2 separate regions of the Mus musculus genome follow, and region 1 is linked to region 2. Evidence: chromatin contacts called from public HiChIP or PLAC-seq data. All regions are on one chromosome and are shown on one strand. The core of a region is the stretch at or near the end of the contact, and the rest is flanking DNA. Distances in the headings are between cores, read along the strand shown. Region 1 overlaps Ap2b1 (adaptor-related protein complex 2, beta 1 subunit). Region 2 holds the start of Ap2b1 (adaptor-related protein complex 2, beta 1 subunit).

Region 1 (6,236 bases), core at 3,308-5,807, 37 kb after region 2:
TAAAGGCCTGGCGGAAGTCAGGAGTCACATGGCCATAGGAAGAGAGTGAGCAGCTACTTACCTTGTATCCCTCAGAGTCATGCAGGGTGTCGCCCAAGAGCTAGCAAAGTTAGCTTGATTTCAGAGAACACTGCATGTGGGAACACGAGTCTAAGCTTGGGAGTAGGACTAGAAGAATAACTGGGGGAACATTGCAATAATAGTGATATAAAAAACCAAACCTAAACCAAACCAAACCCTCACCTCTTTCTGAGTCTTTCTTATTAGCCTGAAAGCAAGGGGTTGTGTAGTTTTTCTTGCCATCTAATTTCCTCCCCACATTCCAGGTGGTTGACACCTTTTGCTATGATTAATTTTTAGGGTGCTTGGTTTGACTTTCTATAGGTTGGGTAGAGATGAGCTGTGAGGCAGGACGCTCTAACGTTTTGTGGGAGACAGAAGACTAAAAACAAGAAGGAAACTGGTGTGAGTGTAGGTGTTGGGGATCGCTAGGATCTCCCTGTTGCTGGCTTCTGGAGTCTGCTGAGGCCCCTGTGCTGCCTGTAGTTTGCTGAGCATGGGGCTTCTGCAGGGTTGGATCCCATTTTGACCTCAGCATGGAGCTTTGACTTTTCTAACGGAATCTTTGGTTTATATTAATACTTGAGCCATGAAACCCTGAAGCATTACTTGATACAATGAATCAAGCAAAGGTCCTATAACCCTGAGTGCTAATCTTCCCTCTGCCCTCAGCATCTGTGAGCGAGTAACGCCTCGGCTCTCCCACGCCAACTCTGCAGTGGTGCTTTCAGCCGTAAAAGTCCTAATGAAGTTTCTAGAATTGTTGCCCAAGGACTCTGACTACTACAATATGCTGCTAAAGAAGTTAGCACCTCCACTTGTCACGTTGCTGTCTGGGGAGCCAGAAGTACAGTACGTCGCCCTGAGGAACATCAACCTAATTGTCCAGAAAAGGTAGGAAATGGTGATTTGGTGATTTTTAAAATGGTTGTGATCTTGAGGTGAAGCTTCAGATGATTGCTTTATAGACTGGTGCCCTTGCCCAGGAATAACCGCTTACAGCTATTACCGTTCTCTCCAGAGTAACTATGTGCAGGTCAGGGCTGTTTGGGTTTTGTTGTGTTTTTGGGTTTTGTTTTTTTTAAACAGACTCTCACTGTGTAGACTAGGCTGACCTCCATCTCACAGCAATCCTCCTGCCCCAACCTCCCAAGTGCTGGGATTAAGAGTGGCGGCTCCGCTTCCAGCCAGCTTGCTTTTGTGAGTGCTTCTTTTGGATGTGTTCCCCATGGAAAGCTTTAGTTGAGAACGGGGTGGCTCTGCCTCAGCAGTTCTCTGTGGTAGCACACACCCTCATACTTCTAAAGGATGCAAGTCAGATGCCAGATGGAGTTGATGAGAGTAGATGGGCTGAGAGTGTAGCTCATGACAAAACGTTTGTCTAGAATGTGCTAAGTAAGTGCTGAGCTTGGCACCCAGCTTGATTTTGTGGAAACGAAAATGTTATATAGTACTGTGACTGCCATACTGGGGGTGGGAGGGAGGCCCAGTAGAGGCTTAGGCGGGACATTTACGAGGGTTTTCCGCCTGAAGAGGGCAGGCAGAAAGACTGACTTGATTTTCATACAGGCCAAGGAGGACATGCCAGTAAATGCATTCCGTCACCTTCCTTTCTTGTGTTTTTGTATCACAGGCCTGAAATCTTGAAGCAGGAAATCAAGGTCTTCTTTGTGAAGTACAATGATCCTATCTATGTTAAACTAGAGAAGTTAGACATCATGATTCGTCTTGCATCCCAAGCCAACATTGCTCAGGTCAGACCTTAAGCTATCCTAAGTTTGTGCCGGCTGAGAGCTTAAGATCTGGCATTCAGAAGGTCATGGAATTGCTGTTGAAACTCTTTAAAGGGGGCTGATGAGATGGCTCAGTTCTCTTCCAAAGGTACAGAGTTCAAATCCCAGCAACCACATGGTGGCTCACAACCACCCATAATGAGATCTTGCGCCCTCCTCTGACACATCTGAAGACAGCTACAGTGTACTTATGTATAATAATAAATAAATCTTCTTTTTTTTTTTTAATCTTTAAAGGTTATTTACTTCTTGGATATTTGACAGGTTCTGGCGGAGCTGAAGGAATATGCCACTGAAGTTGATGTGGACTTTGTTCGCAAAGCTGTGAGGGCCATTGGACGGTGTGCCATCAAAGTGGAGGTAAGGCCCCCCAGGAGATGAGATCGCACATATGGGATTGTGAGTGTTCATTATTTTACAGTGTGTATACATTGAGGTTTGTCAACATACTTAATGAGTAAAATAATTTTTAAAAATGTATTTAATGTATATGGGTGTTTTGTCTGCATTATGTCTGTATCTTGTATGTGTCAACTACCTGTGTAGGCCAGAAGGGGTTTTCGTACCCCCTGGAACTAGAATTCAGATGGTAGATTATGGACCACCATGTGGGTGCTGGGACTCTAATCCATGTCCTCTGGAAGAGCAGCCATCGCTCTTAATCCCTAAGCCTTCTCAGGCTCAGATTAAAGAATTTTTAACAAAACATCACTGCCCCTGCTTCCTTCCCTTCTTTACCTAGATCCACTTGCCAAAAGGATGGCTTTTAACTCTTTTGTATTAGATTATTTTGATACTTCCATATCCATAAATAATTTTGTTATTATTTATTGATTTCTTAGTTATAGATTTTTATCTTTTCAGCATACCCCCTGCCCCCCAAGCATTTTGGGGTGCTCATTGGTTTTACTTTTTAAGACAGAGTCTTACTATATAGCCCAGGCTAGCCCTAAACTCACATTCCCTGGGCCTCAGTCTCCCAAATGTGGGATTCCAGACATGAGCCTCTACGCCTGGCTTTTATTTTGTTTTCTTTTCTGTACATAGCTTTTGGTTAATATGTGTTCTTAGGTATTGTATTTTGTTTTGATTTTCATTTTTTTTTGATGCTACCTATTTATTTATTATTTTATATATTTATTGTTCAAGGCGGCAGCATGAGCCAAGGTCCATATGTGGAGGTCAGAGGACAGTTTGTAGGAATTGATTCTCTCCTTCCACCATGAGGCTCCTGGAGATCAGTCTCAGGTCATTAGGCCTGGTGGCTAGTGCGTTTATCTGATGATCCATCTGGCTGGCCCTAATACAGTACCACTTATTGATTGCTTTTTAGACTTAATAGACTTTCCCAGAGTCTAGATTGGACCTCATACCTCTGTCCCCTTTAGATGACTAAATCTGGAGGCTTGTGACAGTCAAAAGTTTTAGATGATGTTGTGTGGTTCCTTTTGAATTGTGACAAGAGGCACACAATTTAATGACCTGTAATAGTTCAGAGGGATAATTGTTCAGACTTGCCATTAAGTTTTGGGAACTTTTCTCACAATCCTATCCTTAAAAAAAAAAAAAAATCACAGTATCAAGAAATCTATTTTATCAGTTTGTAGTATATATTCAATTAATAAAAGATGAATGGGAGCCAGATGTGGTGGCACATGCCTTTAATCCCAGCACTTGGGAGCAAGAGGCAGGCAGATCTCAGAGTTCAAAGTCAGCCTGGTTGGTCTACAGAGAAAGTTCTAGGGCAGCCAGGACTTTACAGAAAAGCCCTGTCTAGAGCCGGGTGTGGTGGCGCACGCCTTTAATCCCAGCACTTGGGAGGCAGAGGCAGGCAGATTTTTGAGTTCGAGGCCAGCCTGGTCTACAAAGTGAGTTCTAGGACAGCCAGGGCTAAATAGAGAAACCCTGTCTTAAAAAAAAAAAAAAAGAAAGAAAGAAAAGAAAAGAAAAAGAAAAGCCCTGTCTAAAAACAACAACAACAACAAAAAACAAAAAACAATAAACAAAATCTCTTAGAATATTTTGAGCCATAGATAAATGAAAAAAAAATTGTAAGTCCAAACAAAATTCCTAGGTTTAGATACACGCTGTGCTGGAGGCCAGAGAGATGGCTCAATGGTTAAGAGTATTTGCTGATCTGTCATGAGAACCAGAGCCCAGTTTTCAGAAACCACATCAGAGAGAGAGAGAGAGAGAGAGAGAGAGAGAGAGAGCACGCACACATACACACCCCCTACCTACTTCCTAGAGAGAGAGGGAGAGAGGGAAGGAAGAAAAGGAGAGGGAAGGAAAGGAGAGGGGAGGGTGGGAGGAAGGGAGAGGCCAGTAAAGAAACACCAAAAACACCCTATTCAGTGTCTGTTCACTTAAGAATTCCAGTAAGGATCCCCAGTGTTGATGTGTTCTTCAGTTACCTTCCTTTCCTTCTACTCTCCTGGCTTTTGTTTGTTTGGTTTTCTTAATGTTTTCCCCATTGTCCAGGTTACTGTTCACTCGTTTAACAGAGTTATGTGGAAGATAGAGATCGCTTGCTCAGTGCAGAGCTCTTGACTAGCCAGTGGGAGGCCCGAGGTTTGCTCCTAGCAAAACACACAAAACCAAACCCAAAACTGTTTTCAATGTGTTTGCTAATGAATAAAATCTGGTATATTCCTAGAATTGTTAATGCTGATATACATTGTATCATTTAGCCTCTAGTAGCTTTAGCAGAGTCAGTGCCTGTCTGACTCAGGCAGTGTACTTGTATGTTTCCTTTTCTGTGTTGAGATAGTGTTATTGGATTAACTTAAGTGTTGATGTTTCTTTCCCTAGCAATCAGCAGAACGCTGTGTAAGCACACTGCTTGATCTAATCCAGACCAAAGTAAATTATGTGGTCCAAGAGGCAATTGTTGTCATCAGGGACATCTTCCGAAAATACCCCAACAAGTATGTCAAAATTCATGTAATCTTCTTTCTCAGATCATTTGGGAAACGTATAAGTAAGGCACTTTGAAATTGACTCGGTAAGAATTATTATTCCATATATAACTGGTCATAGTAGATTTTTTTTTAATGAAGTCAGAGATACATAGTGGGTATCAAACAGACACTAAAACTTCTCGTTTAAATATGGGAATGGAGTTTTAAGTTGGCCCCATGTGCTGGGATTACAGGCATGAGCCACCATAGCAGCTGTTCATTATTTTTGTAGAAATGAGGCTTAGCTTAAGTATATACTTGGCATAGACTACATCAAACACATAAGATTGTTTGTTGTGTCAGAGTTACCATTACACAGGAAGCCTATTTATCCCTAGGTGTCTTGATACACTCGCTCCATGCAGACCAATGATTGTGTCCTTCCTCCTCTCAGAATAACTTTTCCAGCCGCCATGCTGTTTGCTCAGCATGGGGCCCCACTGCCTTGTGGGAGCAGCAGAGTGCATTCAATAAGTTACTCCCCTGGCCTCTGCTGACACACTGGGGCTGCTCCCACAGGGATCATTTACATCACAAAGTTTTTACTGGGGCTCTTAGTTCATAAAACAAAATACTTTGATTCTGAGACCTGCAGTCCAGAATTAGTGCAGGATTTGGGTTTTTGTGAGATTTTTTTTTTGTTTTGTCTTGAGAAGTGTTATTTTTAGAAAGAGGACCACCACCTTTTACTCAACTCCCTCCAAAAGTGAAGGATCAAGTTTCTAAACTGTTTTGTTACAGGTTAAGGAAAAAAAAAAGATCAATAGAGAAATGTGTAAAACTTGTGTAAATAAGGGGTTATGACAGTTTAATTTCAAGAAAATAGTCAGAGTCTGGTTTAATAAGTAGGAATAGGGCAGATACTTGGCCTAGTATACTAGTTATCCACATTAATATATTCTGTTTCAGTCTAATGTTGAAAATCACATTAGCCAGCTAGATCTGATGGCATGGGCCTATAATCTCAGCTATTCAGGAGGCCAAGACAGGACATGGACAAGCTCAAGCCAACCCTTGCAACCTAGCAAGACCCTGCTTTAAACAAGAGGAGAGCAGTAGGCTGAGAATACTGCTCATAGGAAAGAGTTTGCCTGGTATGTGTTGGATCCTAGGTTCAGTCTTCAGTAATAAAAATAAAATTTTAAGTTATGTTAGTAAAGGACGTATAGATTCAGCAAGGTGAATACGTAGTTATAAGAAAGGTTGATTTTTAAACACAAGATAATGGTATTTTCTTATACCACAGGTTAATTTATTCCCTCGTGAACATGTCTGTCTCATGAGCTCTTGTACAAGTTTAAAGCTTAGTTACTAAAACATAATTGAACTGGCTTTGGTGGCACACACCTTTAGTCCCATCACTCAGGAGGCAGAGGCAGATGATCTCTGTGAGTTCAAGGCCAGCCTGGTCTACAGAGTGAAT
Region 2 (6,657 bases), core at 53-2,552:
AGTCATCTGTTTTGTTTTTCAAAGACAGTTTTCTGTGTAGCCCGGGCTGTCCAGGAATTCACATTGTAGACCAGGCTGGCCTTGAACTCACAAAGATCAACTTACCTCTGCCTCTTGATTGCTGAGGTTAAAGGCTTGTGCCACCACACCCAGTTGCCTTGAGTTTTTTGTTTTTAATATATAAAGATTTATTTTTTTTTTTTAATGTACACAAGTACACTGTAGCTGCCTTCAGACACCAGAAGAGGGCATCAGATCCCATTACAGATGGTTGTGACCCATCATGGGATTGCCTGGGAATTGAACTCAAGACCTCTGGAAGAGCAGCCAGTGCTCTTAAACACTGAGTCATCTCTCCAGTCCTACCATGAGTTTTTTAAGTTTCAAATCTGGCGGCTGGAGAGATGGTTCAGTGGTTAAGATCACTAGCTGCTCTTTCAAAGGACCTGGATTTTGTTACCAGCTCCCGCATAGCAGCTCACAGCTGTCTGAAATTCCAGTTCCAGGGGAACACTCTCTCACATACATACATGCAGGCAAAACACCAATGCACATTAAAAAACAAAATGAAAAAAAAAAGATTGTTCAATAGTAGAGTGAGGGGTGCCTGGTTAGAAGCACCACTAAGCCTTGGAGTCTAGGTATATAGATAGAGAAGTTCAAAGTGCTCTAGAGGCAGAAAGAAGCAAGAGGGCTTAGTTTTAGGCTTGTCTGAGTTACACAGCCCGACGTTGGTCTTTCTTTTCTTTTGAAGCTGGACATGGTAACTAAACGCCTGTACCAGTTTATAGTTTCCTAATGAAACCTGTATCCACAACCTGTTTTAGGTACCTTATACCACTCAAGCCTAAGGGCGGGGCAGGAAGGGGGCGCTAATAAGTTTCTCCAGTCTTGTTCAATGTAGGGATTCAAACTCAGATCTGAATGCTTCTTAGCCATCTTTGAGTCGCCGTCTCCTAGTTCATCCGTCCGTCTGTAGTCCTGGTTTCTATCACCTCTATGGGCTTCTTAACCTTACAAGCAAATTAGCTGAGGTTTGTGTTTGAGCAAATAGGATATCTCACACAGGTTTCACAAAAATCTTGTTCACGGGAATAAATCCCGAAAATACCCACTTATTGAAGATATCCGGTGGGAAAGCAACTGCGGGTCTCCTGAGTGTATAGGCAACTGCCCTATCCCTGAGACAGGGAAACCTTTCCGTTGCTGAGGCGACAGACACGACCTGGCCGTTTGGTTCTCCCGCGCACCCAGATGACGTCAGGCGGCGAGATTCTCTTACGCCAAAGCTTCCGGCTCACCATCTTTGTCCCTGGCAAATTGGGTTTTGCGCAGTGGCTTAGATCTAGAGAGAATCGTGACGGGCAGGAAACCATTACACCACCACCCCGGCTGTGCTCTCCGACTGCCGCCGCCGCCGCCGCCACCCCGCCCTTGCCTCCGGTGAGTTCAAGGCGGCTGGCTTTGGGGTGTGCCCTGACTGACTCGCGGTGCTTGTGAGGGAGGGGAGCCCCAAGCCGGGTCATAGGCTCAGGAGGAAAGGAGAGCCGAGGAGCGTGACGGTTGAGGGTGGAAGGAGTCCTCGGGTGTGACCGTTGTGAGGGAAAAGCTGGGAGAAAGTGCCTCCATCGTAGTGACCGTGGTGGCCTGGGGCTGCGCTCCGGTGTAGCAGCGGGAGTTGGGGGCTTCGGAGCGAAGCAAGGTTCCGAAGACCGGCTTGGGGAAGGCTCAGGCCAGGGGTGTGGCCGCTGGAGGCCGAGGGAGAACCACCCAGCTCTCCCGTTTGACATCTGTTCATTGAGAAAGAAGCTCCGACGTGTCTCCACGACTAGGGAGAAGGGATTCCCGCGACCGTTTGGTCACTGAAACCTCTCTTGTCGCACGTATTTGGGGTTAAGAGGCATCTCTCCTTACCTAGTGAAAATTGGACAGATTTCTTGACCTGGGGAAGTGGATAAAGAGAATGGGGACTAACTGTACTTCGAGGAAGGAAGGAGAAACCTGCATAATTGAGGCCACCCCCACCCTCTGTGTAAGAGGGGAAAATAAATCTTAGCATGGAATTTTGTTTTTCTTTTTTTTTTCCCCCCTCCCTATATTCCCTGGGGTTATCAGGAGCAGTCTAGTTTGGGCAAGGCTGTAAATTCTACTAGAAGTGAAAAAAAAAAAACAAAACAAAACCCTGGAATTTCCTGCTATTTCTTTATTCTTTGAATTCACAGGATGTATTAGCTTTTTGAGCAGCCCTCTTTTTAGGAGAAGGCTCTTATTAAACTCAAGCAATTTAGTTATGAAGCAGTGTGAATGTGTCATGGATGCTTCGCTGAATTTTTTTACTTTTAGAAGGGAGATTTTTTTTTCTTTTATTTTAGTGGCCAAACTTTTTTTTTTTTTTTGCAACCTTTGTGGTTTAAAAGACAAAGAACACACTGTAAGCTCAGTAAGGCTAGTGACTAAGAAGGAAGGTGGTCTCTTAGAGAGGAACAATTTAAATTATTAACTGCTCTCCTGTGCAGTTCACTGCTTAGCCTTAGGGTGCACTTACAAGGTAATAATAGAAAGCGGCAGGTGAAGTAGGTGCAGCCATCGGTAACACATTCCAGTGATGACTAAGTGAGGCGGGCGGGCATGTAAACTGAGAACTGAGTAGGTGCCTTGCAGGGTAGACTCCCTGAGAAAGAGAGGGGAGTGTGCGCTGCAAACAGCTCAGTCAAGTTGTGTGGTAAATTAAAACAGAGTAAATATCCTGATGAATTAAGATCAGAGAGGTCCCTCGCATCCTTTTCTTCTGGAAAAGATTTTGCTTTCGTCTCAAGGCACACATTTGAACCATGTTAGACAAGGGGCATTCAGAAGGAGGATAGCATCCCCATTTTTCTTCTTTCCTCCTGGGCTTAAGTTTTCCAAAATGTCCTGGCATTTCATAACAGTTGGGTGTAAGACTGTTGGGCTTCTTTCTTTCCGTATAATCCTATATTAATAAATTAACTTGTAGTTATTTAAATAGAAGCCAGAGGTGGATTTAGCTTTTAACGTTTTATTTCTGACAAGCTAAATTAATCTGAGGCTGCTGCTGTCCTTATGTTATGAACATCTGGCCAGCAATGGTCTTTATACCACTCATCCTTGTAAGCAGAGGTGACTGGAATGACTTTCTGCTTTAGAATTTACTGAACTCTGGCTAGTATTGACTTCATGTGCAAAGGAGGGCACAGTGGTCTTGCTAGTGCTAACGCTGGCTGCCATTTTCCAGAGAACCATTTGAAATTAAGACCTTATAATTTTTTTTTTCTGACTGTATTCTACCCAGCCTATTAATCTTGTTTCACTGCTGAGCTGCTCTTTTGGGGAATTGGAGGAAGGGAAGGCTGGAAGGAGAGAAAGGACTTCGACAACCTATATTTATCAGAAACTAGGTTATGTTAATCTAGATATATAACCTTGTACAGGGAGGCCTGGGAAAGGCAGTGGAGCAATGCTGTGGACTAGGACAAGTCCAAGGATCCTTGCCTTGCCCTGTGGCTGCTCTGTCCTTTAACAATGTCCCCAGGCCACACGATAAGTCAGTCAGTGACCTTTCAGGTTTCATGTCGTATAAGATTGTGTACGTTCAAATTCCATTGTGGCTTGTTTATTTCTAGGGATTTCCTGAAAAACAAAAATTTGCCCCAGTAAGATTGAGTTTTGAAGCACTAGGCAAGTTGAAATTGTGTTTTTCCCGTTCTCTTGTGGCTTGTGTGTGTGTGTCTTATGTGTGTGTGTCTTCTACTATAGGCATCAGTGTCTATCCGGCAAGTGTGGGGGGCTTGGATTAAAAAATAGTTATATGTCATTGTGAGTTGAAAGTCACGGGGACATTAAAGTTCTGTCATTACCACCTCTTCTCCTTTTAATTAAATACTTAAAATTCATGCAAGTATATAATGTGTTTCGATCCAGGCCATCCCTGCCCCCATCCTTCCTTTCTACTGTTGCTTTTGTTTAGACTATTTTCATTTTTCCTTGTCCCTCCCACCCCCTTAAAGCAAGGATAGACTGGATACCTTTTTTCTTTGCCTGTATGATGGTGATTATTTCATCACAATTATTGGCTATGGTGTCAGTTAAATGAGTGATATATTTACCTGCTTTTTTTTTTTCCTTCCTCTCCCCCTTTTGATGATGGAGATGTCTTATACCTGCTAGGTAAGCACTTTAGCATTGAGCTATATCCCTGGTCCAAAATGCCACTGAAGATTGAGCACAGGATTTTTCCTATATTAAGCAAGCCCTCTACTACTGGCCCTTTATTTATTTATTTTATTTTTATATGGGTATTTTGACTGCACGTAAGTCTGTATACCACTTGTGTATTCAGTGACTTCAGAGGCCAGAAGAGGGCAGATGGTTATAAGTTGCTAAGTGCATGGCAGGAACGGAACCCAGGTCCTCTGGAAGAACAGCTAGTGCTCCTAACTGTTGAGCCATCTCCAGCCTTATTTTATTTTTAAGATAGACCCTCATTAAAATTTCCAGACCTACCTCGGGTTCCCAAGTAGCTGGTTCTCTTTATCTCTTTTTCTTAGAAAGCAGAGATTTTTGATTTAGGATATATGTTGCAGGCTTCTTTTTATTATTTTATTCTATTTTATGTATACAGGTGTTATTTCTGTGTGTATATGTCAGTGTACCATGCGTATGTGCCCAGGGAGACCAGAAGGTGTTGGATTCCGATGAGTCTCTCTGTTGGGTGCTAGGAATCGAATCATACTAATCATGAAATGTGTAGGCTGCTAATAAAGCCATGCCTTAAGGTGATGAACAGAGTTAGAATTTCATGTTATCTGGATACGGTGGCACAAGGCAGAACCAGGAGGATCCCATGTGTAGGAAGCCAGCCTGGTCTTTACAGCAGGTTTCAAGATTGCCAAGACTATATAGTAACGATCCTATCTCAAAGGAAAAAAAAATATATATGTGAATGGGTAGATATGAGAGCTTTAGAAAACAGAATGCTTTCATGCATTTTTCCCAAATAAGTGGGTGAAAAACTTTCAAACAAATTTGTCTTTAAATCTTAGGTTTGAAGTTTTGATGCTTCGTGGGATTTTAAATGGTATAACAGCGTTCTGTAGAAACAGTAAAGGTTTTGAGCCACAGCTGTGGTCTGCCAGGCCCTAGTAATTGTTTCTGTACATTAGCGTTTCTGTTTGCATATGTAAACTCATAAATAACTTAAGATTTATATCACAAGTCTTTAAAACAGGGTCTTACTGGCTCGGGAATTCATTATGTAGATCAAGCTGGCCCTAAACTCAGATCTACCTGTTTATGTGAAGAATTCCTAGCCAGGTGCGGTGGCTCATATCTGTAATCCCCCAGCACCTGGCAGGTAGGGGCATGAGAAACAGAGTTAAAAGTCATCTTTAGGCACATAGCACGTTTGAGACTATCTTGGGCCCCATAATACCTGTCTTTAAAAACAAACAGACAGACAGAACCATGTGTGGTTATGTTTGTAACCCTAGCACTCTGGACAGAGGCAGAAGAAGCGGACCTTTGCAAAGTTATGGCCAATCTCTTTTATATAGAGAGTTTCAGGCCAGCCAGGGCTACACAGGGAGATGCTGTCTCAAAAAGCACAGGTATCTCAGGGGTTAAAAGCACTTGCTGCTCTTGTAGAGGCCCAGTTTCAATTCCCAATACTCAGGTCAGGTGGTTCACAACCATTTGTAACTCTAGCTTCAGGGTTCCAACTCCTTCCTCTGGCCTTAGTACAGGGGCACACACGCAGGTGTACACACATACACATATATAAGTCAATAATAACAAATATTTAAAAACAAAATTTCCCTAATTTGTCTGTGTTTTATTTAATTTATGCTGTGAATGGATTGATTAGAACATTCTCTGAATTTTTGCTAGAAAAACATGAAAACTTTAATGCAAGTCTCCATGTAACAAATATGAAAACGCTTTTTGCATCCTACATGGTATTCTTTTGTTTTGTTTAAAGATTTATGTATTTATTATATGTAAGTACACTGTAGCTGTCTTCAGACACCCCAGAAGAGATTCAGTTATCATTACAGATGGTTGTGAGCCACCATATGGTTGCTGGGATTTGAACTCAGGGCCTTTGGAAGAGCAGTCAGTGCTCTTAACCACTGAGCCATCTCTCCAGCCCCCTACATGGTATTCTAATACTTTCATTTCTTTCCTTTCTGTTTTTTGAGACAGCATCTTTATGTAGTCCAGGTTCACTTCAAAGTCACTGCTATGTTTAGGAGGAAGATCTTGACCTCTTGGTCTTCCTGTCTCTATTCCTGGTGCTGGGAGTAAGGAGGCTCATTTTTCTGAGAGCCATTTTGCAAATAATATTTAATAGGTTGGCAGAATTTTTCTGCTTTTGGGTTTAGGCTGCTTTGAAGTCCATGGTTTGAATTGCTCCATGCTGAGGCAGAGAAGTAACTAGACTTTCCTGATTAGAAATCTTTCAAACGAAGCCTTTGTCTTAAATGTTTATGTATTGTCTTATGTAACGTCTTAAATGTAAGATGTATTTTCAAAGGTGTCAGGCTTGTCCTTGGAGGCTGCAGAGCCATAGGAGTTGAGATTATTGCCCTAGTCCATTGCCCTTCAGACTTCACCCCTTGAAGTTCCTTGAAGCAAGTTGCA

Evidence for each region. HiChIP or PLAC-seq counts read pairs in DNA pulled down with a chosen protein or histone mark.
Region 1: an H3K27ac HiChIP or PLAC-seq map of embryonic stem cells shows a contact between it and region 2, with 8 read pairs. The contact joins the enhancer-like site here to the promoter of Ap2b1 in region 2. A contact is called at or near these places in 3 of 39 promoter capture datasets (cranial neural crest, embryonic stem cells and macrophages), 2 of 15 datasets of contacts at CTCF or cohesin (CD8 T cells and the NIH/3T3 cell line), 4 of 484 Hi-C or Micro-C datasets (embryonic fibroblasts, forebrain, nephron progenitors and 1 more), 4 of 115 datasets of contacts at active chromatin or transcription factors (the SCID.adh cell line and embryonic stem cells) and 3 of 9 other capture datasets (adipose tissue, liver and pancreatic islet).

Annotation. Positions count from the first base shown.
Region 1 is chr11:83,334,649-83,340,884 of GRCm38.p6, forward strand. Ap2b1 (adaptor-related protein complex 2, beta 1 subunit) reads left to right here. Exons shown (of 22, transcript NM_001035854.2): 7 at 733-954; 8 at 1,694-1,814; 9 at 2,118-2,213; 10 at 4,665-4,780. Among named protein-coding and RNA genes, the nearest start is that of Gm23951, 29 kb to the right of the region's middle. Within about 2 kb of position 4,558, at least 5 of the 459 cell types and tissues checked have an H3K27ac peak or open chromatin away from gene starts, as enhancers often do. A contact at or near this core is called in embryonic stem cells, where this site is marked.
Region 2 is chr11:83,301,395-83,308,051 of GRCm38.p6, forward strand. It overlaps Ap2b1 (adaptor-related protein complex 2, beta 1 subunit), which reads left to right and starts at 1,303. Exons shown (of 22, transcript NM_001035854.2): 1 at 1,303-1,443.